Regions from separate parts of the Hordeum vulgare genome. Here region 1 is linked to region 2. A link is a contact called in public Hi-C data. All regions are on one chromosome and are shown on one strand. Each heading gives the region's core, a stretch centred on a gene start, on an enhancer-like site or on the middle of the called end of the contact. The rest is flanking DNA. Distances are from core to core; before and after follow the strand shown.

What was found. Hi-C and Micro-C count contacts between places; a contact is called where the count stands out from the background.
Region 1: a contact with region 2 is called in a Hi-C map of leaf, with 2.3 times the contacts expected there. The contact joins the promoter of LOC123410152 here to the enhancer-like site in region 2. A contact is called at or near these places in 2 of 6 Hi-C or Micro-C datasets (leaf and seedling).

The regions. Positions count from the first base shown.
Region 1 is chr7H:153,322,501-153,328,734 of MorexV3_pseudomolecules_assembly, reverse strand. It overlaps LOC123410152, which reads left to right and starts at 2,986. Exons shown (of 3, transcript XM_045103048.1): 1 at 2,986-3,176. The coding sequence starts at 3,024.
Region 2 is chr7H:152,976,662-152,982,099 of MorexV3_pseudomolecules_assembly, reverse strand. It overlaps LOC123412491 (ubiquitin-like-specific protease 1D), which reads right to left. Exons shown (of 14, transcript XM_045105437.1): 12 at 5,123-5,237; 13 at 3,731-3,838; 14 at 2,633-3,613. The coding sequence ends at 2,927. Among protein-coding and RNA genes, the nearest start is that of LOC123412492, 20 kb to the right of the region's middle. Within about 2 kb of position 2,084, at least 2 of the 3 cell types and tissues checked have open chromatin away from gene starts, as enhancers often do. A contact at or near this core is called in leaf, where this site is marked.

The sequences.
Region 1 (6,234 bases), core at 1,737-4,236, 350 kb before region 2:
AAGCAGAAATGATCGAGATAGCGCCACCGTCACATGCATGTATAGGGGAGGAGGGAAGCATATCGTCAAACCCCGAGCCAAGGACACTTCGAGCCATGATCCATTTCACCGATGAATTGGCATCGGGCCTTCATTTCACCATAAAATAATTATGTTTGGGCTGAATTGAAATGTTGTACGACTCAAGTGCCCCCAAATCCTAGCCGCCACGCTCCTTCCTCCACCCTCCTCTCCCTCCGTTGTTGTCGGAGGGTGCCATCAGGCTAAGCCCGATGTCAGATAGCAGTGGCGGGGATCCCCTCCATACTCATGATGAAGGAGGTGGGGCGGATGTCATCCCGCGAGGAGGCGTGATCGATCTGGATATTGGCAGTGACGTGGCTTGCTGTGGGCGGCGGCATGGCCGTTTAATGGTAGGACGGTGGTGACGGCATGGTCAGGACGCCGTGGAGCACCGGGCAATTCAAGCCGGGTTCATGCGGTGGTGGCCTCCGGTCATGGCCTGGTCGGGATGGTCGCCTCATCGTGCCGCGACAAATGTCAGAGTGGCGGCCAGGGCCGGTCCTAAGATTTTTGGGGGCCAGGCTACACTAAAACACGGGGCCTTTAACCTAAACACTAAAACAATGGGGTATGAAAAAAGTAGAGAAATTTGTGTGTGTGGCTATCATAAGGTCTCTTTAGAAATGCAAAATGCCATATTTAGTTTCAAGCTTTACTATAAGTATTGGAGTAAACTGTAGGTTCAGATACCAAAAGATTAGATAGATAAGCAAAGGTAAGTCTATCTATAGTCCGAACATAAAAATTTGAGTATAGTTTAGTTTCTGCACTAACTAATGACAATTGTAAGATTGTTATCCCAAATAGGAGTATCGGACAAATTAGAATAGATAAGTAAATTCATATGACTCATGTGAAAAAATTGATTCATATGTTCAAATATTAATTCCCATCATATCCACATAAATCAAATTAACAATACTGAAATTACGAAGTCAACCATACCTAATTGTGCGAATGAGAAAATAAGAGTTAATTAGACCGTATGTGCCATCATTGTTGAATCCGTCTGAAAAATATATAGCAGCCATGATGGAAACCAGAACCACACTCAAAGAGATCTATACCACATCATCCGCAAAAAATAGAAATCTGCATCACATCAACGCCTTATCAACAATTTCCTGTAAACCTGTTTGAGAATTTGGAAATCGGGATTAGAAGAAAAGAAACAGGAAGAAGAATATGCTAGGGAAGAGAGTGCAACGAGACATACTTGCCGCCGCAGTCATTGAGTCGTTCATTTAGCAAGAGCCTAGAGGGCAGGGAAAGACCGAACGGTCTGAAGTTACAGGAGGAAATCATGATTTGTTTTTTTTTGAGGGGTAGGAAATCATGATTAGTGAATCGAACGATTCCTTTCCTACCCAACAGTCTCCAAGTGCTTGCAAACATGGCCACACCCATTGTATCTACTTTTACAGTTTTACTTCTTAGACTTAGCAGGAGCGCTGCCGCTGAGATTGGCTTCAAAAATAAATTCGCTCGAGTGTTGCCGCTGAAGACCTGTATGCCTAAGTATATACCTGGGAGGCCCCCCTAACTTTTGGGGGGCCCGGGACGGCCGCCCCGCTCGTCCCTCCCTTGGGCCGGCCCTGGTGGCGGCCCCGGGCGGTGGCGGACAGTGAGGCCCAGATCATCCTCGGCTGCATAGCATGGGTGTACCCATGTCCAAGACGGAGCTGCTCCGGCGGGTCTGACGTTCGACCCCAGATCCTGTTCGGTACAGGGACGGTGAAGAGTGTGCTTGGGATTCATCCTAATGTCTCTTCCGACATGGCGCGATGGGGTGGCAGCCCTCTCTCCATGTTCTAGTTGTGGCGCCCTTCGGCAGTGGCCGGAGCATCAGGATACACTATGGTGGCAGTGCGATTGTGGACGATCGCTGGATCTGGACGGCCAACTCTGGGGCTTTGAAGGTGGTCTTGCAGATGCACAGGTTGTGAGTGGGATGTTCTTGCAATGGATCCGGGTGAAAACCCACCGGTGATGGTGACGCCCTTTACATTGTTTCCTTCGTAAAGGCGTCATCGAGGTGAAGCTCCCAACTCCTACACCTGCCTCCAGGGGATAACCCTTGATCAAATGATGGCGGCGCTCTTGTGTCGTTTCCTCCTTGGTGTGTGCATTGGGTCGAGGGATCGGTGGACGGTTTTAATGGTGGATCGGCGTCTCATGTCACACATTGATGATGTGGAGTCTCGGCAATGTGATGCAGGAGGGTATCGACGACGGTTGTATGATGATGGACATGCGGAGGGAGGTGACGTTGTCTGGCACCGTGGTGGCTTCAACGGAAGACCTGGCAAGGTCAATGCGTGAGTGCCTGCTCTAAAAATGGATCGGTGGAAGACGGCAGCGGCGGCTTCTCAGAGTGCGCCAGACCTGTGTGTACCCCAGACTCGACAAGAAGCTTGGTTGGACCTTCGGTTTTAGATGTTAGCCGTTCCTGCGAGGTCTTGCTTGGTATTCGCCTCGAACATTCGGCACCCCTTCATCAAGTGGTTAGAATTAGCGACAAATGTTGCAAAGATGTCAGACATGCATACTGATGTATTATTTTATAAGGTCTTTACGAATAATTAATAAATTAACTGCATGTATCGTCCAGATGCAGAGACAGGTGTCATCCTCCTTTTCAAAAAAAAAAAAAAAAAAACTTGTCAGCCTAAAAACCTTGGACAATGGAAAATGGGGAAGGCAACTATACAGTGGCCGTGAAAAGTAAAACTTAGATACATGACAAACATTCTACGTCCCTATCCGTGTAAATTCAATTGCACAGGTGGCCACAAGCACCAAATCACATAGTCCATGCAACCTTAGCGGCCTGGCTAGTTGCACAAGTGGTCGGTAGCCCCACTGTCATGTTTCATGCATGTGCATACGCCAAATCGATGGGTCTATAAGAAGAGAGGTCTGGGTCTTTCAAGAAGGGAAGTCTAGTTGGCTTCACGAGCATGAAGAGAAGGGGAGGAGACGGAGGGGCGACGAACATGGCGTTCGGCAGGAACGATGCGGGGAGGAAGGCGAGTGGGAGCACGGAGGTGGAAGATCTGTGCTCCAAGCTCACGTCTCTGCTTCCCCAAGACTATCAGCTGGACGCCTCACAGGTACGTAAAAGATACTATAATACTTCATAAGTTTTTTGCAAATCCGTAGTTGAGCGTGCGAGAATAAAATTTGGGTTCATAATCCGCTGAAAAGTTATCCGGGAATGCAATCGCAACCTATTTGTTGATGTATCTTTGGGTATTTCTAAGCTGTCCATTACTTTATTTTCTTCCAAAACATGATGTTGCCGCTCAGTTCGATGATCTAACTATTGTGCTCGTCAGATATGCTGTGTTTTGTCCCGGCAGAAATTAATCTCGTTTTCTTTAATATAAACTCACGATTAACAAATAGCTTTCTCCAGTTCAATCCCTCTACTGATTTATCAGCTAAAAAGCTTATCTTCGATCTCGGTGTATCAGTGGCGGCTCTACCCACAAGCTGTGATGCCAAGCGACATCATAGCATGTTTCATGACTTCAAATGTATTGTTACAAAGTGCATACAACTATCGGCTGCTTTTATTGATTGACATACACGTACTATATAAGAAACAAATAAGCTCATAACATAAGAGAAAAGAAGTAAGTAGAGGACTAACGTCCGAGTGTGACCTAATAAACTATTGATCTCGAGAAGTATCTACAGAAAAAGGCATCTTGCCCCGCTTCATAAATAAAGTCAACCACGATACAACCACAACTGAAACCGGACGTTCAAATAAACAACAAGGTTCAGATGAAAATAAATGAGATAGTACTAGCTGGGGGCACAACAAAAGAAGCCTACTAAATGATACTCCGTTCATCCGATAATACTTGTTAAAGGAATGGATGTATCTAGATATATTTTAATTCCAGATACATTCATTTGTATATATTTTTGTGATAAGTAATTTCAGATGGAGGGAGTACATATCTGTTGAGTAAATAGGCAATTTTCCGAGTAGATTAATCCACAAAATAATAACTAGCATGGCATTGACTAGACTAATGACATACTGATCTTGAGCTAACCTAGCACATACTACGCATATAGTGGATACATCTATGCAAACAAGTAGTACTGCTAGAATAAATACGAACAAGAGGATAAACGAGTCATACCCTCCAATCGGCCAGTTGGCCGTAGCAGCAGCAGCGGCGGCGGAGGCAGTATCCTCTGCCGTCTTCTTCTCGGCTTCCTCGCGGAGACGATCAGCTTCGCTTGGTGAAGACATGGCGATGACGAGGGCGACGCGGACGTAGACGAAGCAGACGGACGGAGGCGAGCAGTCGCGTGATCGCTCCCCAAAAACCTAATCGCCCCTCTCCCGTACAGGAACCGGAGAGGCGAGGTTTCGGAGGCCTGCTCTCCTGTTGACCGTGTACGCGGTAAACGGGACGGAGTCGCCGGCGGCAGCAGCAGTTCAAGGAACGAACGCGTGAGGCAGATGTGATCTGATTTCGTGACGGCTAGGGTAGGCGATCGCGTGCCGTATTCTCCGTTCCTGACCAGCAAAAATAAGCGCGTAGGTATGAGCTCGGCTCGGCTCATTCCCGCAACCCGCGTCGCGTCGCGTCGCGTCGTGACGAGGCGGGCGGCGGAGGAGGAGTGCGCGAGGGCACCTTCTCTTCTCACTCTCCAATAGCATGTGGAAGAGAGACCCTTATAAAGGGGTCCAAACTCTCCTCCACTAGCGGGGTGGGACTAAACTCCCACCACCTTGCCATGCCACCACCTACATGGGCCCTTGTAGATTTTCTGAAATTCTCTAGTGGGCCTAAGGCCCACCTCCAAATTTCAACAATCCCCCACCAGATCTCAAGGGCACATCGTGTTCCCTCGTTCCAATCACTGTTTTAATATACCAGCATTTCAGTGAAGACCTGTTAAGGTTGAGCTTCACCTAGAACAAGTAGCTACACCCCTTCACAACTGAACAATGGACTATGCCTTGAATTGTCAGTTTGGCGTAAAGGAGCTTCACCACAAATCTTACTAGTACTAGGCTGCCGAAGGTGACCCCTCGGGTGGAGCATATTAGTCACACTCCTGGCCTATTCATGAGTTTACTAGAGATCACCCAAATCTCATAGACTGTGACCAGCAGTCAAGCTCATATAGGTGTGTTCCTCCAAAGATCGCTCTGTAGGACAGCATCTTGCTTACATATAAGCTTTAGAACACATTAAGACAGTAGTCATCCTACCATACAGTATCCGAGAGTATTGCATCTCCAACGGAGTGGGTTAGTAAAGTTACTCTCCTCAGTTCACCACTGGCTTGTTTTCCCAGGTCCTACTTCACGGGATCTCCGATCATATAGGTTAGGTTACTACCATGGCAACTCATGTGGGTCTCACACCCATCTCCCTCGATGCACTATCTATCACAACACGTGATAGCCCTTTAGTAAAGGGATCTGCCAGATTCTTAGCCGTTTGGATATAATCCAACGCTATCACTCCGGAGTTTCTCAAACGTCTGACAGACTTCAATCTCATTCTTATATGTTTGTTGGACTTCATATTGTCCTTTGAACTCTTCACTTTAACAATAACCGTCTGATTATCGCAGTTCATAAGGATAGCCGGAACCGGCTTCTCAACCACAGGTAAGTCCATCAAAAGATCTCGAAGAAATTCTGCTTCGACACCAGATGTGTCTAATGCTGTTAATTCTGCTTCCATTGTCGATCTTGTTAAGATCGTTTGCTTGCAAGACTTCCAGGAAACAGCACCACCCCCAAGAGTAAACATATACCCAGTAGTGGCCTTCATCTCATCAGCATCAGAGATCCAATTCGCATCACTATACCCTTCAAGTACTGATGGGAATCCCGTATAGTGAAGCCCGTGGTTGACAGTACCTTTCAAGTAGCGCATAATTCTTTCAACAGCACGCCAATGAACATCGCCCGGGTTTGCAACAAACCGGCTAAGTTTGCTCACAGCAAACGCGATGTCAGGCCTCGTTGCGCTAGCTAGGTACATAAGTGAACCGATAATTTGAGAGAATCTCAATTGATCTATAGCTGTGCCTTTAAACTTTCGAATAAGCACACTAGGATCATATGGTGTTTGACAAATGTTGCAGTCTGAATATCCAAAGCGACTCAAAATCTTGTCAACATAG
Region 2 (5,438 bases), core at 835-3,334:
AACAGGGGCAACTACGACAACCAGCACTGTGGAGAGAATCAAGTTGGCGCCAGATAGCAGAACTCTGTGCATAGAAGTCATTAACAGTAGAGTCACCATGTTGAAGAGCATGCTCCTGACGAACCACGGAGAGGTATAAGGCATCACCAGAGGGCTCATAGTGCTGACGAAGGCGAGTCCACATCTCAAAGACAGTAGGAAGGCCCAGAAACTCAGAGGCAAACTGAGGCAAAACACTGGCAGTGAGAACAGCTGCAGAACGGTCATCATCATCAAGCCACTCGGTGTAAACAGACAAAGCACCATGATACACCTGAAGAGCCACCTCATAAGTCAAAACATTCTCATCATAAGCACGAATAGCAGCCTCATTAGCAACCTTAGCCGCGTCCTTCGCAGCCTGAGGAGCATCCGCGGGAAGAACCGGTGGAGTCGGAGGAGTGGGAGCCACAGGAGGAACCGTACGTGGCGGACAACAGACCTCGCCAAAGAGAACTCCCTAGAAACGGATGCCACGCATGTGAATGCGCATGAAGCCAGTGAACTCGGCGTAGTTAGTACCATCAAAGATCACCGAACAGCGAGGGACAGCAACATAGCCAGATGCAGTGGACATTTTTTTTTATTTTTTTAGGAAAGGAAATCAGTCAACGGGATCGAGCCGATCTGGAATCGTTCTCGAGGGCAAAAACCGCGTCGGCCGGGGCAGTGGGAACCGAGAGATCCGATCCAGGCGGTAGGTCGGGGCGGCTGGTCCCGTGGTGGCCGAGAGATCCGATCCAGGCGGTAGGTCGGGGCGGACTGGTGGCGCGTCCCTCGGACATCACGGCACGGCGCGGCGCGGATCCTGGCGGCGCGTTGCATGGCGCCGGGGAGGAGCGAGATTGGCGCCTGAAGACCTGGAACCACCGCGAGAGCAGAGTCGGATCGAGGTTGGGCGAGATCCAGGGAGCGGATTGGTGCCTGAAGACCTGGAACCGCCGCGAGAGCAGAGTCGGTTCTGGACGAGATCGAGGCTGGGACGGGGCTCCCTCCAGCGGTAGAAGAGGGGGTCCTTCTGTCACCATGACGAGACGCAGTTGGAGCGGGATTCGGAGAAGAGACAGCCACGAGTCTTCGACGGAGACAGGAGCGACGGCGGCTGGGAATTAGATCGGGAGGAGCACGAGTTGCGCGTGCTAAGAAAACCTAGGCTCTAATACCATGTTAAGCTTCATGCACTAGCCAACGCAACCAAAAGTCCGAACCGATGGAATGGACTGGTGCAATCCACATATACTGTAACACCCCCTCTCACGTGTGTTAGGAAAGCAACTTGTATTCCCATGAGGCCATAAACCGGTATATATACATGTACGGATGGTGGACTATATGCAGGAAACCCCTTATATATTTGGTTAAATACAAAAGGGTACATGACTTATATTATAACTCTAACATCTCTCACCGAGCTCTTTAGTTATGCACTTTACTTTGTGATAGCCATATTATTTCTTGTTGTATATCTTCCTATAACCTAATTGTTTATCTTGCTTAGCATAAGTTGTTGGTGCACATAGGTGAACCTGGTTGTTTTAGGTTTTGTGCTTGACAAATTAAATGTTAGTTTTATTCCGCTTTTGTTCAAGTCTAAACCGTAATTATTTTAAAGCGCCTATTCACCCCCCCCCCCCCCCTCTAGGCGACATCCACCTCCTTCCACCTGTCTCTCTCCAAAACACGGATATCAAGACTCTCTGGCGCAGGCTCACCTCGCGGCTGCAGCTGCAGATCTGTGAGACCATCGACGAGGACCAGTCCAGGTTTATCCCCGCGCACAGCATTGGTGAAAATTTCGTCCACGCCTCGAAAATGGTGTAGTGATGTTTTAAGCGGGCTGCCCCCACGCTTGTCTTCAAGTGTAACTTCGACAAAGCCTTTGACTGCATCAACTCGGCGAGTATGTGGACGATCATGCTCGCGCGGTGGTTTCCCACGCTGTGGTGTGACTGGATGGATAAAAATCTCCGGTCCTCTCACTCTACTGTGCTCCTTAACGACGTCCCGAGGAAGTGGTTCCCCCTATGTTGTGGGCTCCGGCAGGGGGATCCGATCTCCTCCTACCCCTATGCTTGGTTGTGGGCTCCGGCAGACTGAAACGCCATGGTCTTCAGGCTGGAGTCCCCTTCTTTGCTGCGACGTTGAAGGCACGCTCGTTTTTCATGAATGAAGCTGCTCAAAACGTCCTCGCTTTTCTATATCCCTGCAGATTACAAACCACAAATTTGTGTGCGTGTGTCCACTGATTAAAATCCCCAAATCCAGTTAACCTCGACTTATCTCGCCGTATCAGTCGGCACACGGATGGCTGGGCAGCCGCAAATTGCCGGCGCGTTCCTGGTCATGTCCGATCGAACTGGTTGAGGAAGGACGAGGAGGCCTAAGTCGCAAGTAGGCGAATGTGTTGTTGTGTAACTAAACAACCGTGTAGATCAACTCTTAACGCTTCAGGGCGAGATCTGGTACTTATAATCTACAAACCTGCTCATCTCCACACCTGCTTGCGCCCTTTGGCACAACACGTAAAATCCATAAGTGTTTGCAGAACTAAAGAACACGGAACATGGCAACTCGCCAACTGGCTTGAAAAACATGGTCTAATCAGAGCCTTAGATTGTGCTCTCCCAGCCTGGCTAAAAAAACTAAACAACAAATTAAGCCGACCCTGAGCGACTCATATCGTCATACACCCACCAGTTTTCCTACTGATATTTTATATACACGGAAGCTCCCGTGGATACATTAACTGTAACGTTCAGCTATGCAACACCACCCCTTCCTCAAAGTTGCCTACAGATGCAGGCTACAACACCTTCCCGGTTATAATACACAATTCCGAGCCGGTTTCTACGGGCAACGTAAGTCGCTCCAAAGGTGGTAACATCAATCAGCTGCATTCCAAAGGGTGCTCAAAACTTGTTGGTCGGTTCGAAGTGCCTTCCAAAGGTTTCTGCGCGGCCGAACTGCCGACCATATGATGTTCTTGTGTTGGTTCCATCTCAGCCAAACTGCCCGCCAAAGGATGTTCCTGCGTTGTTTCCATCTCAGCCGAACTGCCCACCAAAGGATGTTCTTGCGCTGGTGCCATCTCACCAGAACAGCCCACCAAAGGATGTTCTTGCACTGGTTCCATCTCAGCCGAACTGCCCACCAAAGGATGTTCTTGCACTGGTGTCATCTCAGACGAACTGCCCACCGAAGGATGTTCTTGCACTGGTGTCATCTCAGCCGAACTGCCCACCAAAGGATGTTCTTGCGTTGGTGACATCTCAGCAGAACTGACTTCCAAAGGGTGTTCAGACGTTGGTGTCATCTCAGCAGAACCGACTTCCAAAGGGCGTTCAGACGTTGGTGCCACCTCAGCTGAACCTGAACCGACTTCCAAAGGGTGTTCTGACGTTGCCGGCTCCATTACATTGTTTGCAGATTTAGCTTCCAAAAGCAACTGACACGCTGTCTGCTCCGATGTACTGTTGTTACTGGGATTCGCTTCCTCAAACAACTGATGAAGCAGGGTCTTCATTTTCTTTCGTAATGCAGAAGCCTCTTCAGGTTGAAACCATGTTTTGCCAAACTAACAGAAAAAAAAATAGAGAAGAAATGAGCAAGAAACATCTGCGTGCAGTTCAGTATTCTACAGTCAAAAACACATAACGTAAAGTGGTCAACACACTAACAGATAGTGGCTCACCATAGAAAGGTTTTTCTTGCGAAGCCTTTCAGGTGCCTCCTCAATGAACCGTTGCATATAGTACAGAACAAAGAGGCCACAGTCAAATTCATTTTCCTGCTGCGGAACCTGGAAAAAAATGAAGAGAGTAAGAGCTATAAGATCACAGCATGGAGAGACAAATACACCATCTATAGTGCACATGTTATAACAGCATATGTAAGCAACAATGGGCATTCACTTATAAGAAATCTGGATGCCCACCCAAAATTTCATTTTGACAATATCCTGAACTCATAAATCACTGCATGCATGCATTTAGCAATTTACAGCCTGTACTTGTAACTTGATGCAACATCACACCTGTTGTCTTAGGCCACGCACAATGGGATGATGTCAGCATGCTGAGTTGGAAGAGAGAAAAATGAAAGAAAGAGTGTGCCTTCTTTTATCTAAAGAGAGATGATATTTTCATGCCTATGATGCTTTTCTTCATTGTATCTAGATGTCATCTATTAGTCACATGTTTTCTTATGAATATTAATCACCCCATAATTATAGAGGCATGCAAATATTAATTGCTAGAGATAAATTCTACAGCATGCTTTTATTCAAATATCTATTTCTGAGCCGAGAACCATGAGTTGATCGCAAGATCTTATGGGTTTCACCTCTAGCCTACACCAACTTGTTTGGGACTAAAGACTTTGTTGTTGTTGTTGTTGTTGTATCCATTTCTGAGCCCAATCTCATCTGCACCCGGTGGAGAGAAAATTCACAAAAAAAACTTAAAAAGTTCAAAAATGTACAGGGTTCTTTTTTTTTGCATGGAAGATAACTTGGTGCGTGAGGTGCGCTCCAAATTTCAGATCATTTGGACATATGAGTAGCTCTCAGCAAAAAAAAAAGACAAATTGGGTCAAAACAAGACATGAACAGTAAACTTTTTCACAGACCCCAAGTTTGTCTTTTTTGCCGAGAGCTACTCAAATGTCCAAATGATCTGAAATTTGGAGCGCACCTCAAGCACCAAATTATCTTCCATGCAAAAAGAAACGGATATTTTTGAATTTTTCTATTATTTTTTTTTTGTTCTGTTTATCGCGGATGCAGCTAAGCCTGGGCACCAAATAATACCTTCTCGGCCACAATACATGCTATTAAAAAATTACTCACTAGTATGAACAGTAACAAAAATTCCAAGAGGTTGTCAATACGCAAATGAAAATCACAGGTGGTCCGATGCTATTTTCCTGAGTGACTGAATCTAATAATGGTTTTGTTATTCAGATTTGAAATGGACACAGCAATGCACAAACTGTTGGATGCTATAATAGGTACATTCTATCAGCTAAAGCTAACCTCAAAGCACACATCTCAGTACACGCATTTCATAAAAAGATCTTAAGTTACCGCAATTGATTTCTTCTCAATTTTACGAGGAAGGCTCTTCCACACCGTTTCTCGTATAGGACATTCTGCTAAAGAACCATTTTCCTTCAAGTAATTCCATTCTTGTTTTAAGAATCTACAAATGAACATACATAATTTTAGAATACAATGAAAATAATACAGCAGAAAACTGAGAAGGTGAGGATATCACGAAATTTTGACACCCTAGACAAGAAAAGTAATGGCATGCCAAAATAATAGTGTCTACTTTCCAGAAGATATACTTCTAATGCAAAAATGTATGAAATAAATGATACTTTAATAAAAAGGGCAGCCC